Regions from separate parts of the Cricetulus griseus genome. Here region 1 is linked to region 2. The links are chromatin contacts, called in public Micro-C maps. All regions are on one chromosome and are shown on one strand. The core of a region is the stretch at or near the end of the contact, and the rest is flanking DNA. Distances in the headings are between cores, read along the strand shown. Region 1 overlaps Sytl3 (synaptotagmin-like protein 3). Region 2 holds the start of Tulp4 (tubby-related protein 4).

Region 1 (6,252 bases), core at 2,426-4,925, 230 kb after region 2:
GGGACTCTCCACTTGATCTTTATGGACCAAACAACAAACATACTTTTCAATTTTTGATTTTCAGCCTCTTGAATTCTCCCATTTCTAAGCCAACATTTCCTCTTCGATTTGATTTTTCTGTTGTGCTTTTATCCCCCTCTTTCTTTCTTGTCTTTTACTTAGAGGGGATTGAACTTAGAGCCCTGTAGACACCAGGCCACTAAGCTACAACCCAGCCTGGAGAATAACTGTTAGTAAGCAGCTTGGCCACACTCTCTGCTGCCTTCTCTCTTCCGCATTTCCATCTGTTTCTTCTGTGTTCTGAGAAAGCAGCTGAGCTAACCTCAGTCAGGACTTAGCTGATTTGGTTCTGCCTTGTGTGTGTGTGTGTGTGTGTGTGTGTGTGTGTGTGTGTGTGTGTGTGTGTGTGTGTGTGGTTTTGGCTGGTTTTTTTTTTTTTTTTTTTCAGACAGGGTTTCTTTGTATATCCCTGGCTGTTCTGGAACTCACTCTGTAGACCAGACTGGCTTTGAACTCAGAGATCTGCCTGCCTCTACCTCCTGAGTGCAGGGATTGAAGTAATTTGACACCACTGCCTGCTGGTTGTGCCTTTTATTGGGCATCAACAGGGTTTGGCCCTGATTAATGCCCTAATCCCCTCCACTCCACTCTGTCTCCTGCTCTTGCCCTGTGTCTCCTCACTCCAGCCTGATTTCCTGCTGTGGTTGAGGTTCTTTTGCAGAGGCAACAGCCATGTTTTTAAAAGCTGCTTCCTGCTAGTACTTTCTGGTTGCCATGGTGACGCTTGCTCTGCCTGGCCATTCCCCTGGTTTTGCAGGCTCCATGGATATTGCCTGTGGCATTTTGCCAGCTGCTCTTTGCTGTCTCTTCAAACCTCTGGGTTGGGACTGTGCCAAGAGCGAATGCTTCTTCCCTGGTGCTCAGTCCTTTTGGCAACATGAAACCGCCCTTGAAGGCTATAGCCCTTATCCATGCCGGATCCCACCTCATCCCTTTCTTCTCAGGGAGCTCCCTGGAGAGGTCGAAATATTCATTTATTCACCAGTACACTGTGCTGGGACCTGTGAGTGTGTCTGGGTGTGATGGAAAGAGGGCCTTGGGTTAAGGAAGGGACATGGTGAATGTTTTGCAAGAAGGGTTGATAACAGCGTGATAAAATCATTGCTTTATCTTCATTAAGAGTCTCTACTCTTCTCACAGTTGCCTAGGATTTAATCACAAACATCTGCCTGTTTTCCTGTACCAGCGATGAAAGCAGATCAGCTGGGCTTGTGGACAGACAAAACAAACCCACACTATTTGCTTCGCCACTGCAAAGCTTAGCTGCAGGGTTGTTTGAAGGAAAGTTTTTTAATTGGGTGAGAGCACAAAACACTCTTAAAAGTTAGAGGCCGCACTGGCCCATGCAGGAAACCTGTGGCTCTGTTACACAGCAGGCCATTGCTGTGTTCGGAGTATTTGCCTCCCAAGCATCTGGCAAGCCACTGGGGTATTTTGGGGGTGCTCTTCAGGCTTCTTTGCCATCAGGGCCCTAGAGAGCAGACTACATGGCATCAGGCATTCAAAGAATTGTGAAGACACAGATGCCCCCATCTTCAACCTCTTGTCGGTTGATTGGTGAAAATACCTTCAGCGTCTGGGGGACATCATGTCCACTTTCTCAGCACATAAAGCACAAATGTAACTGCATCCCCACCTGCAGATGTAGCAGTTTGGTACAAAGCGAAGATGTGTCCCCACATGCCTCTTTAATTCTCTGCTTGCTCCTACCAGTGAGGTCAAAACAGCTTTTTGCTGGGCTCCTCTGGCCTCATCATTAGCAAACATCTGTGCTTGAATTTGCAAAGCACCTTCAACGGTTACTTCTCTTTTGCTAATTCGGCATTAGCAGGGTTGAGGACCATAAAGTGGTACTTTTAGAAGCAGAATGAGCACCAGGTTTCCAATGTTTATAATTCCAGCCTCCCTGCCTTCCTGGAGTGTTCAACCCATAGCTCTCAGGTTGCAAGAGTTTATTTTAAGTGACACCTGGACACAACCTTGTCATCTACAAGGTTAGTTTTTGTCATCCAGACACAAACTGAAAGTCACCTTGGAAGAGGGAACATTACTTGAATAATTGCACCCATTGGATTTACCTGTGGGCAAGTCTGTGGGGCATTTTCTTGATTGATGATTGATATGGGCGGGCCAAGCCCATCGTGGGTGGTGCCATCCCTGGGCAGGTGGTCCTGCTTTGTCTAAGAAAGCAGGCTGAGCAAACCATCGAGAGAAAGCAAGCCAGTCAGTAGCGTTTTCCTGTGGTTTCTGCTTCAGTTCCTGCCTGAGTTCTTGCTCTGGCTTTCCCTTGGTGATGGGCTGGAAGCCGAACAAACCTTCAGGTCAGTGTTTTATCACAGCACAGAGGACAAACCAGGATGGTATGTTTGAGCATTGCACAAGTTATAAAAGAAAATCACACACAGACGCACACACACACCACTCAATGTTTTTAATGTTTACAATTTTGTGTTGGGGCCACATTCAAAGCTGGCCTTGGGTTGGGTAGGAGCATGTGGGCCAAGACGATTCTTCTTCATTCAACTGATCCAGAGAAGCCGAAAGGTTGGATTCCATGGCCCACATAGAGAGAGGTCAGGGCAGGCCCAGTGGCTACCAATTACCTGTAACTCCAGTTCCAAGGGATCTGGCACTTTGTTCTGGCCTCCGAAGACACCAGGAATGCACTTGGTGCACAGACATAATGCAGGCAAAGTACCCGTACAAAAATAGTACTATTGTTTTAATACGTAAATATTATATTTATTTATTTATATAAGGTGTTATGAGGTCTTATAATGGCTCACTCCTTCAATCTCAACACTTGAGAAGCTAAGGCAGGAGAGGTGCTATGAGTGTGAGGGTGGGCTGGGCAGTGAGTTCTAGGTCAGCTCGAGCTAGAGTGAGGCCTGCTCTCAACGAGATAATTCTGCTTGCTTTTCAGAGTTGTGAAAATCAAAACTGGAGAATGGTTCTTCGAGGAGCGCGCCAGGAAATTCCCAACTGAAGGTAAATGCTCTTAAAACTTAACTCCCTTAAAACAAGTGTCTCTAGTTTTCAAATATTTTGGCACTGAGGTTTTTTTTTTTCTTTCTTTCAACTAAAACAAACAAAAACCACCTCCTGGTACATGAAATGACAATGTTTTTAGTGACGGGTCTGGCTGGCTTTTAAAAACTTGTGTACCGGGAACCGAGGCGGCAGCTTAGTGTATCTTAAGCAGTCACCCCTAAGCAGTGGCAGGCAGTGGGGTTTGCAAGGTGGGGACAAGCTCAGTACCTAACGCCCGGTTACTTCGGCTTACTTATTTTGGTGAGGGCTAACAGCCATCTAAGGGTAACTTGTAAAGGGGTTGTAAGGACTAACTATGCGACTCAGGTCAAGTAGGCTCGCCTGGCTCCAGGGTGTCATTCTATTTGGGATCTTTCCTCTTCCGGAGGGTTAGTTTTAGCATGAGTGACTCCGTTTTTGTTTGATCTGGCCTTTTGGGACCTACCTAGTACAGGACCTCAGACAACAGCAGCAACCTCCCAGGACTTGAGAGTACGGTTTAGGCCCTGACACCTGACCTTCCCCTCCCTCCTATGTGAGCATGCCTGTTCCTGAACACAGCCGATTGGTTACCTTTGCCAGCGGTCCCGCCCTGTCTGTCCCACTTCCTCCTCTGCTTTGCCAGACTTCCTGCTTCCGGAGCTGTTTTTCCGGGAGTCCGCTGTGTGCAAGGTTTTCTGTGATAGTTACAAGGCACTTTTGTGCCGCGTCTCTATACGAGTAGAAACTACTTTTATAATCATTTAAAAATCGTTTTGAAATCTGCTCATCCAGTATTTTGTTCGTGATCCTTAATTAGAAATAACTTCGATCAGGGCTCAGTTGATCAAGCAGATTTGGACCTGCGCTCCACCCCCAGAACCCACCTTAGAAAAGGCCGGGCCTGGTGGTCCAAGCTAATCATTGTGGATGCAGAGACAGGCAGATCCTGAGGGCTTGCATGGCAGCCAGCCTACCCTGCTGCGCAAGTTCCCAGCCAGTGAGAGTCACTGTATCAAATAAACAAGGCGGGGGCACCCCAGAGAGCCAACAGCAGCCGGTCGGGTGTGTGCAGTGTTAATTAGCAGGTCTCTCACTCAAACGAGAGAGGAGGACCAACGCCAGAAGTGGTCCTCCACCTCCACAGGCAACTCTCAGCGGCATGTGCGTGGCTCCCACACACATAGACGCATCCACACACCAAAGATAATAAAGCTAAATGCAGGTTAAATGAGTACATTTGAAAGATCTAGGGCTGGGGCTGTGTTAGTGCCAGGCTCACATGAGTGAGATCCAAGTACTGGGGGGTGGGCCAACATTTTGTTACTTTTCTCTTGCTGTGATAAAACACTCACACCAAAGCTAAGGCAACTTAGACGAAGGGGTTTGGCCAGGTGGTGGTGGTGCACGCCTTTAAACCCAGCACTGGGGAGGCAGAGGCTGGCGGATCTCTGAGTTAGAGGCCAGCCTGGTCTATAGAGTGAGTAACAGGACAGCCAGGGCTACACAGAGAAACCCTGTCTCGGAGAGAGGGAAGAAAAAAGAAAAAACAGGTTTATTTTGGTATATAGTTCCGGGTGGATAGAGGCCATCCTGGCAGGGATGGCACGGCACGGCACTGCATGGCATGGTTGGCGACAGGAGCAGTATGCTGACTTATCCCATTGCATCCTCACACAGGAAGGGGGGAGAGAGAGAGAGAGAGAGAGAGAGAGAGAGAGAGAGAGAGAGAGGGAGGGAGAGGAGGGAGGGGGGGAGGGAGGGAGGGAGGGGGAGGGGAGGGAGGAGGGAGGGAGAGGAGGGAGGGAGGGAGGAGGGAGGAGAGAGAGGAGAGGAGAGAGAGAGAGAGAGAGAGAGAGAGAGAGAGAAGAGAGAGAGAGAGAGAGAGAGAACAGGAAGTGGGACCAGACTATAAACCCTCAATGCCCACACCCTTCCTCCACTAAGGCTCCACCTCCTTAAGGTTCCATAGCCTCCCCAAACTGCATCACCAGCCGGGGGACCAAGTATTCAAATACATGAGCCTGTGAGGGACATTTCTCCTTCAAACCACCACAGACACCGTCTGAAACGTACCAATGACTTTATACATCAACAGAGCTGCTACAATTTGTTCAACCTTTCCCCAACTGGCAGGCACGACACCGTTTTATTTGATTTTTTCCTCGGCAGATCACTGTGGTGAACATCTTGTACGGGGGCTTGGCATTTCTGTGTGATTCCCTTGGCTAGATTTCTCAAAAGGAGGGTGGCTGGTTGGATGCGGGAACACTTGAAAGGGTTATGCTGCTGCTTTGCCAACACACCTTCTAGGAAGGGCATTTCATTTGGTATGCTCAGCAGGATGGGCAGCTGCCTTCTCCCCATACTCTGGCCCTCTTGGAAGCATCGAATTCCATTTGCGCTTTTGTTTTGCCTGTAAGCACTATGTGTTCATTTAAAAATCGGAAAGTGAGGCTGACTGGAGCTAAGGCTTTATAGAGCACTGGCCTGGCCCGTGTGGGACCCTGGGTTCACTCCCATCAAAAGAAAGTGAGATCTAAGCAGGAGGAGATGGGGGGAAGGGAGAGTGGAGATGTTAAAAGCTGACCAGTTTCACCCAGGGAATACTCTTTTACACATTATTTCTGCCCACCCTCCCCCCAGGTGTGTTCATGTGCATATAGTCACATCTTTAAAACTATTTAGGGACCAGTAAGGTGGCTTTTGGGGGGAAGGATGCCCTGCTGCCAAGACTGACAACCTGAGTTCAATTCCACATGGTAGAAGAGAACCCAACTCGCACAAGTTGTCCTCTGACACCCTCCCCTACTGTATTAAAAGGTACTAAAGATTTTTAACTGTTTAGTTGAATCATAAAAGACATAGCTATAAAAATGACTGATGACAACTTTATGTGATGTTTGTGTAACTGGGAGCAATTTCATCTTTAATTTTATCCTGCTATTTCTCTGCACCGTACTTTGTAAAGGACATTTTCCAGACACTTAAGCATCGTGAACCATGTGATCTCTGATGACCTCACCTCATCCATCCTCAGAATGTCTCACCATTTATTCAGCCAAGTTATGATTGTGGGTAGGAAAGGCAGGGCTATTTGATGATGAAGGCAGAGCTATACCCACAAGTACCCATCTCAGGCTCAGGTGTTGTGAGTTTTCATTTTAGCATTGAAAACTAAGC
Region 2 (6,739 bases), core at 2,482-4,981:
CCTGTGTACCACGTGTGTGTCTGGTGCTGGGAAGGTCAGAAAAAGGCATTGGGTCCCCTGCTACTGTGAGCTGCCCCATGGGTGCTGGGACGTGAACATGGGACCGTTGTAAGAAGCATCTCTCTAGTCCCATAGGTTCTTCTAAAATGTCTTTATTTTGGGAGTAGGCCTGAGGGGTGGGCTCAGCTAACGACTTGCCTGTTGTACTTTGAGTGCCAATGTCCACTAGAGGCCCTGCCATCTCAACAGTTCACCAGCTGACGGCACTGTTTAGGGAAGTGTAGAAGGTGCCATCTGGCTGGGAGAAGTGTGTCACTGGGGGCAGGCTCTGAGATTTCAGAAGCCAAGAGCCATTCCCACTTCACTCATTTTACTTCGTGCTTGATGTGTGCTTCCAGCTGTTCCTGCTGCCAGGCTTCCCTGCCATGATGGGCTCTGATCCCTCTGAAATCATAAGCCCAGGAAAACCCTTCCTCCTGCAAACTGCCTTAGCCATAGTCTTTTATCACAGCAATAGAAGAGGAATCAATAGAATGCTCCACCACTGAGCTCTGCCCGAAATCTGTTCCACCTTCAGGACTTTTGATTCATTCTTCCTAGTGGTGGTTAAAACAAAGCCGAAACACAATAGAGCAAATGGGTTAAACAACATTGGTGAGGCAGAGTGTTTCATGTGTTTACTCTGGTTTCACTACATTACTCTGATGTCTTCAACCTCAGACTTTATGGCCCCCCAGCTGCCAACCCTAAGGTAGCTGTTTCCTAGAGGGCAGCTGCATCTTCAAGTTTGGGTCAAACTGTCCCAGCATATAACCCCTTAGCGCCCCGACACAGGCTTCCACAGGAGAGCCACAGAGCTCCATCTCCCTCTCCTCTCTCACTTTCAACACCCCTCTTAACCCTTCAGCCACTGTTCTTGACAGCCTCATGCAAGAGAGGGCCTGGGGTATTGGTCTCATTTCTCCCACAGGAATGGGAGTTTCTTTTATAAGTAACTTCTCCCTTCTAGAGACTTCTGCTAATCAAGGGCCAGGTGTGGTGGCACATATCTGTTACCCTGTCATTCTGGAAGATTCGGCTGGAAGGTCACTAGTTTCAAGCAAGCCTGGGACACATAGTGAAACCCTGTCAAAAGACAACATAGCAAACAGAAAACAGCAGCAAGAGGTGAGGCACCATTAACGTAATTCCAGAAACAGTGTTTGGGGATAGCCAAAGAAAAGGAAAAGGAAGGAAAAGCTGTTCCAGCTGCGGGCCATGTGTGCCACCCTGTCCACCTCTCTGCTTTCAGACTGCACCAAGGTCACAAATGCAAAAGCTTGATCTCATTTCGTAAAGCTATTTTCTTGTTCCCCATTTGCTCCCTTACGAAGAGAGCCAAGCAGTCTTTTGGTCCTAGGCTTTGGGTCCAGCTGTGACTTTGCTGGGCAACATTGAGAAGGACGAGGAAGAGGAAATATTTGGCTGACTGGAGTTTTAGGCTCTAAGGCAGAGAGGCACAGATGGGATCTGAAGTTCTGAGTGTAGAGCCCAGCTCATCGGAGAAATAAAATGGTGGCAACAAATCCAAGACTGCCAGTCAGGGCTGGTTATCCACTTTCCTCTAGGGTCACCCTGATATGGGCTCTTTCTTTATCTGAACCAGCTTCCTACCTTGCAAATCCCCACACAGAGCTTTTGTTCTGGACAGTGTGGTCCAGAGTAGGAGATCAGTAAAGATGGCAAGCCCAGCTTCAGCAAGTGAACCTAAGTTTCTTTGGGGGTTAAACATTTTTGTCCTCAACAGCTAGTTGTGAAACTGCTTGACATAAGACAGTGGCTAGAGTTCTTACTCCCCCCACCACTCATCATAATTTGCCCTGTTCTAGCCTCAGTCCCTCTACACATTGGTAGGAGTGTGGGTGTGACTTAGCTTAGAGCAGTCCAGGGGATGTGGGCATTTGTCCTTTCTGCTGTGTTTCCAGTAATGAAGCCTAAGCTGGCACCAACATTTTTGGCTCTCAGAACACAGTGAAAGACTAAAGGCTTGTATCTTATTCTCCAAAAGCTCTGGCTCCAGCTTCCATGGGCATGTGCTGAATATCCTGGTGGCTGAAGGGTTGAATCAGCAAAGACTTTGGGCTTTGGATTTTGTAACAGCCAGGGAAGGGAGATACTCACACTGATACTGGGTAGCAGGGAGAAAGGAAAGAGATCTTGTGACAGGATCTCTGGGGTCCCAGGATCTCAGTAATGTGATAGGGTGTCAAGAGAAGGATGGAGAGGCAAGGAGGGACCAAGAGTCACCTAGTTATAACTGCAGAGCCCTTGTGCCTGCTGGACCAGTTTTGTTGTTCCCACCTTCCTTCACAGAGGCTCAGCCACACAATGGAGAGCACACAATGTTTATGTCACAATGGTGTCATCATGCTCTTAAACCAGAATGACTATCAGTTCAACTCTGAGCTCAATGTGTGGCCACAAGGCAGAAGAGAGTGTAATGTCCAAAAAAAGACCACACATCCCTCACATTTTAATAGTGTGGGAAGAAGTTTTCTCCAACTTGAACTTAGAGCCAAAGGAAAGCCAGTTAGGAATTGAACCAGTATTACTGAATAAAGAGATGCTATTCATTGCAGTAACCATCTTCGGCAGTTATTGTTTATTGGTTTAATTTCTCCAACTGTGTCGTTAAAATTCTAACACTGAAAAAAATATTTTAAGCACAATAAAATGGAAACTACTGGGCCAGTGGGATTTCAGAGGCCAGTAGAAGGGTCCCCTTTCCAAATCTCCCTTCTAATGGCTCCCAGTTGCTTCAGGTATTTAAATAAGAGGCAAATCTCTTCATTCCATAATTAGAAAGGGTTTTAAAGTGTAAAATGCAGATTCACAACCGACTTAACAGATTACTCAAGTGAGTCCCCAGGTGAGACCCAAGCTTAAGATCTTAAGCAAGCCGCCTTCCTTCTGGAAATGTCATCAAAGAGAACAGACTTTTTAAGGGGTAAGGAAGGGGCCAGGCACGGGAAGCAGTTACAAAACAGAGAACAGAAAGAATAGTAAGATACAGTGTTAACAGATACAGAGTACGATAGAAAGAACAGCCTTGTTGTTCCAGCATGTGGCTCTCCGTGAGTTCCAAGCCAGCCTGGTCTACACAGAGTTCCAGGAGACATAGTGAGACCCTGTCTCAAAAACAAACATACCTCTGTTGGCATTTGTAAAATATCCAGCACAGTGTTAGAGCCTGACGGACTCTTACTCAGACTTCTGATAGAATTAATGGAAGGAAACATTTAAAATATGAATTGGCTAGGCACGGTGGCTCGAAATCCCAGCATTCAAGAGGTTGAGGCAGGAGAATTGAGTTTGAGGCTAGCCTGCGCTAAAGAAGACCCTGTCTGTAATGAACAAACACACACAAAACCGTAAAATGCTTTTAAACGTTTGCAGATAGACAGAAATAGAAAGCAGTGCCTCACACTTTGAGAGAGCGTCTCCTGTTCTTAGCCTTGCCTTAAGATGCTGATCTTGCCTATTTTTAAATTTTAAACCACGCATTCTCTACACCCAGCAACGCTTTCTTTGTAACGATGGAAAAACCGAGGGGTGGCACAAGTTTCCGTTCTTAGCCCATCCATTTAATAGAGGGGGGAAAGGCTGTGTGTGAAGCCTGGTTGCCTGTGTGACTTAACGTGACGCTACGGATCCTTTTCTCCCTTTAAGCGACTGGAGGGAGCACTGACGTGACAGCAGCAGCACCGCTGAAGGTACTTGAATGGCTGTTTCCACGGGAGCCACGCTGGCTCATAGTACAAGCCGCCGTGTGCTCGCCAGGGGCTCTGGGTGGGAGCCGGCGTGATGTCCACTTCCGGCCCCCGCTGGCAAACGCAGACCGGATCGCGTGTGAGCACACTCCGGAGGAGGCGGCGAAGCTCTGGGCGATTCCAGGTGCCGTGGTCCAGGCTGGGCGCCGTGGCCGCGACGGAGGCGGGCGGCGCGTGGGAGGATCGAGACCGCACCCCGCGCGCGCGCCCGCGCGCCCGCTCGCCCGTTCGCCCGCCCAGCCCGCTCGCCCGCCCAGCCCGCGCGCTCGCAACGGGCAGCGCCACCGCCGCGGGTCCGCTTGGGGCGGGCTGGGGAGGCGCCGGGTCACGTGGCGCCGTCACGTGGCCCCAGCCCGACTGGCGGCGGCGCTGAGGGAGGCGGAGTCTCGGCCGAGACGCGGGGGTGGGGGAGGCGGCGGCGGCGGCGCGGCGCCGAGGGGCTGCCGGAGGCGGAGGCGGAGAGGCGCGGGGCCGCCGCCACGGCCGCTCGGGAGGTGAGGCTGCACCAGGGCGGCGGGGACCGGGGCGGCGGGGCCGGGGCGGTGGGCGCGGTGGGAGCGGCCGGCGCCGCGCGCGGGGCTCCTCAGCGGACCCCCAGCTCGGGCGGCCCGCGCCTTGCTCGTCCGCTCTCTCGTTCGCCTTTTGTTCCGGCGTGCGAGGAGATGGGCCGACCGGGGAGCTCAGGCGTGTGTGTGTAAATCAGGAGGCGTTTGGCTTGGAGCCATTTTTTTTTTTTCTTCTTCTTCTTCTTCTTCTTCTTCTTAATTGTGGAGACAGGAAAAATCCCTTCCAACGGTTTTCCCAGGGAGACTGGCTTCGTCGGCCCGGCCTCCCCGCGGTCCCTAGTCTATCTGCCGGCCTCGGGGTCCCGGGCGGGTCTCCTTTCCCTCTTTCTCCTCCCTGCCCTCCCCACCTTGAGTCAAGCCCCGCCAGCCAGCGGGTAAGCGGGGTGTCTGTCTGCAAAGCGGCCCGGTCACCTGTCGTGGCAGCTGCATGGAAATCCCGGCGCTCCTGCTGTCTGGAGCCTGTGCGGTTTCCTCTGGCAAATCACGGAGATTCCGCTCCCAGCGCCAACCCTTCCTCTGCGCCCCTGCGCCCTCCTAACCCAGCTCCTGGTGCTGACGCGAAGTTTCATCGTTTGGGGGCAATTAGCAAGGAGGTCCCCACTACTTTCTGTGGAGGCACCGCTTGGTTGGGAAGGTGAGGGCCATCTAGCTTTGTGACTTGAATTGGAGGTGGAGGGGTTGACAGTTGTCAGTGGGGTTGATGTCACTTAGGGGCCTCTTCTTTCTGCCTGCCAACCTGCCCAGGTAGGTAATCCGAAAGTCAAGTTAAGACTTCTCCCTCTGGGGATAATCTATTCCCTGAGGGGAGGGAACTGTTTTCAGGGTTTCTATTTGGGGACTCCCTTTTTAAAAATTACTGTTTAGTTTTCTTTCTTTTTATTTATTGAGACAGGGTCTGTTTAACCCTGGCAGGCCTGGAAGTTAACTGAGTAGACCAGGCTGCCCTGGTACTCAAAAGAGATCGCCCGCCTCTGCCTTCAGAGCTGAGATTAAGGGCTTGTGCCACCACACCAGGCCCAACTCTTTATTTTACTGTGGTCAAGCATCTTGAGGGTATTTCCTTAAGTCCTTGAAGCAGGTACAAGGAAATTATTTCTAAGGTTCAGAGGGATGTAAGAACAGTTCCAGGATCCTCTTATTTTGAGCCCGTTTTTTGTGTACCTGGAGTCTCCACTCCTTGGTGGGAGTTGAGTTCTTGCAGGAAGCCCAGGGGGACGGTGCCCTGTTCCTGGAGAGTCCAGGTTGGGATGGACGTGAGGGACTGGGCCCTTGTATATAGCCATACAACAACCCAGAAAACCCATGGGAAGACTCCTAGCCTTCAGGTGGGCTGGGAGTTGAGGTAAAGTAATGTAGTGATAGCCAAGGTCCGAATGGGGAGTCATGTGTCCTTTTTTTGTGCTACTGTTGGATAAATGATTGTATGAGCATTTGTGAATAGCCAAATCTAGTGTTTACTTTCTCAATTAAAGAAGAGTAATTTGTGTGAAACAGTTACTAGATGATGAGAATTTCTTTAAAACATCAAAGACTGTTTTAATAAGGGCTGTGAAAAATAGCAGTATTTTCAGGTGATGGAAGAGGTGTTGCCCTCTAGACTTGGAAGCATGCTGTACTGAGTTATAGGAAATCATGTAAGAAAAAAAATGTTTTTAACACTGTGGAGCTTTCAGGCTTGGAGGATGAATAGAAAGCCATCCTTACCCATGTTGTGGGGAATAGCAGTGTATTTACTGCACGTATTTTAAATAACTTAGAAACGATGAATGTGAATCATATTGACTTTCTGGTTCTCACATGGAGACATAAGAGTTGAATTTATTCATAACTCGCCCCCACCACTAAAACTTCAAATGGAATTTTAACTCTTAAAAAGATGGATGATACATGAAAACAGCTTTTATGTATTTTTATAATGAGTTTTCCTTTCCTTGCCCCCCTTTTATACCTCTCCTCTTTGTCTTTCTTTTATGTGTTTGTGCCTGAGTGTGTGTGTGTGCTATATGAAGCACATACAAAAGAGGGTGATGGATTGATCTTCTTGATGGAGTTACAGGTGGTTATAAGCCATCTGATATGGATGTTAGGAACCAAAATCAGGTCTTCTAAGAGCAGCAGGTGCTCTTAGTATGGCCTCATGAAGAGATGATGATTAATGGTAGTAGTAGTAGAGTTTATTATTACTGATAGTACTAGTTGATGTTGTTGTTTGTGAAGAGAGTTTTAAATCGAATCATCTACTGTTGGTGCTGAGATCCTAAGTATGAAGTATGGTGGAGACTGCAGCCTTTCTTCAATCCAGAGTTCAGCCCTCTCTCTGTCTGGATGACATATAGAACTAAATGTGAACACTGTTTTCCTTCT

Evidence for each region. Hi-C and Micro-C count contacts between places; a contact is called where the count stands out from the background.
Region 1: a Micro-C map of the CHO-K1 cell line shows a contact between it and region 2, with 2.6 times the contacts expected there. The contact joins the enhancer-like site here to the promoter of Tulp4 in region 2. A contact is called at or near these places in 3 of 8 Hi-C or Micro-C datasets (the CHL-YN cell line and the CHO-K1 cell line).

The regions. Positions count from the first base shown.
Region 1 is chr2:287,448,921-287,455,172 of CriGri-PICRH-1.0, forward strand. Sytl3 (synaptotagmin-like protein 3) reads left to right here. Exons shown (of 15, transcript XM_035440437.1): 3 at 2,984-3,048. Among named protein-coding and RNA genes, the nearest start is that of Sytl3, 11 kb to the left of the region's middle. Within about 2 kb of position 3,676, at least 3 of the 6 cell types and tissues checked have open chromatin away from gene starts, as enhancers often do.
Region 2 is chr2:287,218,330-287,225,068 of CriGri-PICRH-1.0, forward strand. It overlaps Tulp4 (tubby-related protein 4), which reads left to right and starts at 3,732. Exons shown (of 16, transcript XM_035440433.1): 1 at 3,732-3,752.